Regions from separate parts of the Mus musculus genome. Here region 1 is linked to region 2. Evidence: chromatin contacts called from public HiChIP or PLAC-seq data. All regions are on one chromosome and are shown on one strand. The core of a region is the stretch at or near the end of the contact, and the rest is flanking DNA. Distances in the headings are between cores, read along the strand shown. Region 1 has its middle 17 kb from the start of S100a10. Region 2 holds the start of S100a11 (S100 calcium binding protein A11).

Region 1 (2,700 bases), core at 22-2,521, 52 kb after region 2:
GAGTGTCAGCAGAAGGTTGGAAGCTCTCTAGTTCTTGGAGGTTAGAAATCTGGATAGCAGTCAACAATCACTATGCTCATTCTATCTTGTCTGTTCATTCTATGTTGTCTGTCTCACAGCTATGAACTTGCTTACTCTTTCCGGGTGGGAGCTGCTATGCTGTGCTTGCTTTTCAGGTGATTTGATCAAGGGTAGAGATGATTGATGATGGAGCAGTTAGACTGCCCAATTCTTTAGACTGCCTGAGATTTTATTTCTTTCCTCCTCTTTGGCATCCAGACAGAGCAGGAGGGAACAAAGGAATCCCTGTGGTACTAAGTCTCTAAGATGGCAAAGTGTGACTGGCTGAAGGGGACTGTGCTCACATGGAAAGTGAGCAGAGCTAGACTGTATGCTGGGGGAACAATGAATAGTAAAGAGTAAAGCCTATGTGGGCTGTGGTATTGGAGAACCTCTGTTGTAAACACTACAGATCTACAGTTTGAGTATTACTATTCCTTTGGGAGAAAGAGGTGACTTGTACTCAAAGGGAGCTTATCAGACTATAGATACTCTTTCTTCATGTTCCTCAATGGGCCTCCCACCCATGTTTCCATTCTAATTCCATTTCAGCTACAAATGACAAAGCAGGATGGAGATTCATATTTATTTTTCTGAGGTGTAGGAAAAGAAGAAGAAGAAGAAGAAGAAGAAGAAGAAGAAGAAGAAGAAGAAGAAGAAGAAGAAGAAGAAGAAGAAGAAGAAGAAGAAGAAGAAGAAGAAGAAGAAGGGGAAACTAACCTAAACAATCTATGCCAAATTTAAGAAGGAAAAACTCAAGAAGATAGATCCGTAGGGTCTGGGTGAGAATTACTCACTCATCTGGTTTCCTATCAAGACCTGAAGATTGGCTTGCAAAGTAGCCTGTCTACTTGAACTGTAGCTACTGAATAGTATCTTTAATGTGTGAGTGTGAACAAAATCTGAAAGAGGTTGCATAAAAGTGAGAGTGAGCATTTCTCAAATGCTGTGGCATCACCCTATCTGTGAGGTAGAAAACGATCTCCATTAGGTCTCTGGACACAAAACTTGGAGAGCTCAGCATAGAACCTATTTGCCTTGTTATTCAGAGCCACGTGGGGATGAGCAGTCCTTTCATGCCTGCTGCTTTACAAACTCTGTGGCTCCACCCTTTCGCCTCTTTTAAACTTGCCCATCACAGCCTGGTGAGCAGCAGAGCACTTAGCCTCCAGCCTAGTGTTCTAGAAGTGACAGATGATTCAGCTTTGGACTCTGCTCCGTGATGTGCCACTATGATGCCAGCGTGAGTCAGCCTTGGCTTTCTGAGAAACTTCCAGAATTGACATTTCCACTCAATGATGGGTCTGAAGCACTACAGAACACAGATGATGTGGCCCCTGTCTTACAAGTTTACAGTCTGGTGGAACAAGAGGCATGTGTTTCAAAGTAGCAATACTCAGTAGTATGTGACACACAGAAACACCAAGGGGTGTGGTAAATGCTGGTGTTAGCTCTGAAGGTTTGGATATGATGAAGAAAAAAGTTTTTTGGAACAGAAAAAAGAGGAAGATGCACTTTGGGTAGGCTAATGTGGGGGAAGGGCAAAAAGTGGAGGAACCTGTGCCAGTGGGGACTGAGTCCTATTAGGCAAGTGGTGGGCATAGGCTTGAGTTGTATCTAAGATGTGTGAGCAAGGGAAGGACACCCACAGTTGAACTGACATGGGAGAGACCAGGTCCATGGTACATCTTCAGAAACAAGTGAGGTAGAGCTACATGTGCTGATTCAGAGTGGTCTTCAAGACAAGTTTGAGGGAAAGAGCAATTGGTACATTTGTGTCTTCCTATTAAATCAATTGAGGAAAATGATAATGGGAGATATACATGAATAATTACTTTGACATGAAAAAAAATCCACCTGTCTAGAGGAATATAGATGAAACTGGGAGAACTGAGTCCTCCCCAAGAGAAGCAGTGAAGCTAGAGTGTGGGGAGCAGGAGGAGAGAGCTTCCATGTTCTTTTGCACCATTAGAATTTGAATCCATGTACATAAAAAAATTAATAAATTCCAATTTAATAAATAATTCACAGCTTTTAAATATTTATATAATTGCATTCTTTGAAATTTTAATACATGTATACAATATAATATGATCATATTACCTCCCATTCTTCCCTTCATCTTCCACTCATCCCTCTCAACACATTTCTCTTCCAACTTCATGTCTTCTTTTAAAAAACAAAAATGCCAGGCGTGGTGGCGCACACCTTTATCCCAGCACTCAGGAGGCAGAGGCAGGTGGATTTCTGAGTTCAAGGCCAGCCTGGTCTACAAAGTGAGTTCCAGGACAGCCAGGGCTATACAGAGAAACCCTGTCTCGAAAAACCAAAATAAATAAATAAATAAATAAAAATAAAAACCACATACATCAAGGTGGTGATGGCACACATCTTTAATATTAGCACTCAGGAAGTAGAGGCAGGCATATCCCTAAGTTTAAGGCCAGCCTGATCTACAAAGCAAGTTCTAGGACAGCCAGGGCTACATAAAGAAACCCTGTGTCAAAAAAAACAAACCAAACCAAACCAAACCAAACCAACCCTCAAAGCAACAACAACAACAACAACAACAACAAAACAATCACAAAAAAACACCCCAGAGCTCCAATTAGTGCAGTCCTTATATGCATGGGCATGATG
Region 2 (3,004 bases), core at 214-2,713:
ATCAATCAAAATTGCACATTGGGAAAATGTGTTTTTATTGATTAAATATGTTTTTATTGGAGGGCAAGGGCCCAGTTGCAAAATCAATGGAAAAAGGGAGTGGGGATGTAAACTCTATCAGTGCAGGTGTGGAAGAAGGACAGGTGGGTCCAAGCACACAGTAAGCTGAAATTCCAAGGGCCATGATTTTAGAAAATCGTGTAAGAAAGTAATTTTTTTAAAAACATGGTGCTAATGTTTTCAAATAAGGAAAATGGGAAAATGGTCACATCATCGGCAGAAATGGAAAGAGGGTGGATCTAATTATTTTTTGAATTATTGTTGGAAACACAAGAGTGTTTGTTTTGGTTTGGATTCTAATTTTCTTATGAGACAAAATCCTACTCTGTAACCCAAGCCGTTCTGGAATTCACTAGGTAGGCCACAGGCTGGCCTTGAACTTGCAGTAGTCTTCCCTCTTCAGCCTTGCACATGCTGAGATTATAGGCAAGGGCCACCATGTCTGACTTCAAGGGTTCCTAAACAAGAGACAGGAACTGTGACTGGTGAAATTGGGGGAGCAGAAACCAGGAAGCATTCACACAATGCCCTATTCACATCTACTCTGCAAGTTGTTCTTTTTTTTGGGGCGGGGGGTGTCTCCTTAAGGGCATCACTCTATGTGATAGACATTCTACGTGCCTTTACTAAGTGGTGAAGGCAGCATGGCTTGTTTATAGATGGGAAAATGGAAGCTCAGAGGGGCCAGTACTTGCCAAAAGTGCTGCAGTGATGTTGTGGACCAAGGATTAGAAGCTGGAAGTTTGTCATACAATTCCCAACTTTATTGAAACACAGACAGGAAAATGCCGCACTTGCACAGGGAGATGTTTAGCTGCAAGAGTTTTCTTAACTGTCATTTTAAAACTTGAAAGCAGGGTGAAAATTATCTCTAGACAATAATCACCAATATTCTGTTGGCAATAATCACTGCCCTTAGGTAGGCCAGATGGTGCACACCTATAATCCAGCACTTGGGATGCGGGGGTAGGAGGGTCCTAAGTTTGAGGCTAGCCTGTGCTACATAGAGAATCAAAGTCAGCTTTAGCTACTCAGGAATACCACGTGTCAGAAAAATTTAAAAAATCACAACTGTTTATTAAATTTCTTCAGTGTAGCAGGACAGCCCCAGCTCCTAGGGACCTACTTGATGAGCACGACTCACATTCTTTCTGCTTATCTGACCTGAACTGCAAATGGACACGTGCATAGAAAAAGAGCTAGGGGCATGACTTCCCCTAAAGCCAAAAATCTTTGAGATTCCAGGGAGAGAGGAACAGAGACCTGTTGAGTCACAGGGACTACAACCAGTGAGCTGAGTCTAGAGCACCGACATGGGGACAGGCCGAGGCCTGCGGAGGGGCGGGGGCCGGGGCGGGCACAGCCTGAGTCAGGCTGAGGGGCGGGACCCGGACCCCGACCGCCACTCCTGTCCCAGCCACCGTCAGCCACAGTCGCAGCCGGACCTCGCTCCTCAACTTGGTAAGCATAAGTTTTTGAACTTTTTAGATTTTTTTCTTTTTAATGAAAACAACAAAGAGCTACGCATGCTCTTGGCTGGGTGTATCTTGGACTAACGTGTGGACGTGGCAGAAAATGGATCGGGAAGATGAAACTGTGGGAGGCAATTAGAGAAGAGTGGAGGGCACGAGGAAGCCCTAAAATTACACCCTAATAACAGCCTGTGGGGAGAAACGGCGGTCTTTTGTTCTCCCGGGCAAAATAAGTTCTAGGCTGGGTGCGGCTGCCTAACTGGCCTGAGCCCGGGCTGGGTGCGGCCGCTAGACTCCCTGGGGCCGTGAGCCCCTGAACCCAACCAGTGGCGGCCGCCAGAGAGCTGCAGACTCAGTGAGAACTTGGGGCAGCGTCGCTAGGCGTTCATGAAGACTAGAAAGAAAGCGGTTCAGAACGTAGCCTTCCTGAATTCTGGGGGACTCAGCTGCGGGGAAACCGCAGGCAAACAGCCAAGACATACAGATGAGAAACCGGAGCCTGTTGCAGCCATTGGAACCACAGACAGGAATGTGGGAGGAGGCCAGTCCCTCCCAGCTCGCTCTTTTCCTCTCCCCCTTACTCCACTCCCAGCCATCTTTTTAGCCACTCCCTACATCACCTGCCTGTCTCCTACCTGCTACTTCAGTTCCCCTCGTTTCTTTAAAAAATGTTTCCAGTAATTCACATCCCCTCCAAAATCTACCCCTTCCTTTGACTCTTCAAAGAGGATCAGCAAATGTTGGAGAGAGGCCCAAGTGCGTTTTTGCCCTAGTCCCAAACTAATTATAGATTTTTATGTTTTTAAATGGTTGGAAGACATTCAAAAGGAAAAGAATCCCTTGTAATGCATGAGAATGGCATGAAAATCAAATGTATAGAGTTTACAGGCACCGCCACACCCTTTTGCTTTATGTATCCTCACCCTTGCTGCCTGACTATGGCAAGAGTGATAAGATCTTATGGAGCATAAAGAGCTAAAAAATATCCACAGCTGTCCCTTTATTGCAAATAACAGCAACAGAAAGCTTGCGGACCCCTGCTTTGGTGTGTCAGTCTTTCATCACTTCCTACTTATTGTTTCCTTCTTCCCCTTTTCATCACACAGGGTACCTAGGGCCCAGCACCAACAGGTTATGAGGTGAAAGGAGATAGATGAGACCCTGAACACTTGAAGGAAGAGCTTTGGTGCTGGTTGAGAAAGAGATAGTTGGTGTGGTTCCCTCTTTTTCACATATTTCTGTCAAGGGGAAGCTTCCCTGGAACGTTGGGTGTTTAGGTTGCGTTTTAAAAGGATCTCACTGCGTCCTTTCACAGTGGGGTTTTCCTTGCTGTCACTGTTCCCATCATGCAAAAGGGCGATGGTGTGGGCCGTGCCCTCTCTTTCAGCCGCTGCTCCACATGGGCAAAACCTTCCCATCTGAGCCCTCTGTTCTAAGGGAAAGAAGAAAGGAGCATCTATAGGCCTGGAACC

What was found. HiChIP or PLAC-seq counts read pairs in DNA pulled down with a chosen protein or histone mark.
Region 1: an HNF4G HiChIP or PLAC-seq map of pancreatic cancer cells shows a contact between it and region 2. The contact joins the enhancer-like site here to the promoter of S100a11 in region 2. A contact is called at or near these places in 5 of 39 promoter capture datasets (embryonic stem cells, hematopoietic stem and progenitor cells, liver and 2 more), 2 of 15 datasets of contacts at CTCF or cohesin (CD8 T cells and the NIH/3T3 cell line), 4 of 484 Hi-C or Micro-C datasets (centrocytes, induced pluripotent stem cells and muscle stem cells), 6 of 115 datasets of contacts at active chromatin or transcription factors (embryonic fibroblasts, embryonic stem cells, heart atrium and 3 more) and 2 of 9 other capture datasets (adipose tissue and liver).

What each region holds. Positions count from the first base shown.
Region 1 is chr3:93,571,055-93,573,754 of GRCm38.p6, forward strand. No RefSeq gene overlaps it. Among named protein-coding and RNA genes, the nearest start is that of S100a10, 17 kb to the left of the region's middle. Within about 2 kb of position 1,272, at least 54 of the 459 cell types and tissues checked have an H3K27ac peak or open chromatin away from gene starts, as enhancers often do. A contact at or near this core is called in CD8 T cells, the NIH/3T3 cell line, embryonic fibroblasts and 2 more, where this site is marked.
Region 2 is chr3:93,519,033-93,522,036 of GRCm38.p6, forward strand. It overlaps S100a11 (S100 calcium binding protein A11), which reads left to right and starts at 1,464. Exons shown (of 3, transcript NM_016740.3): 1 at 1,464-1,521.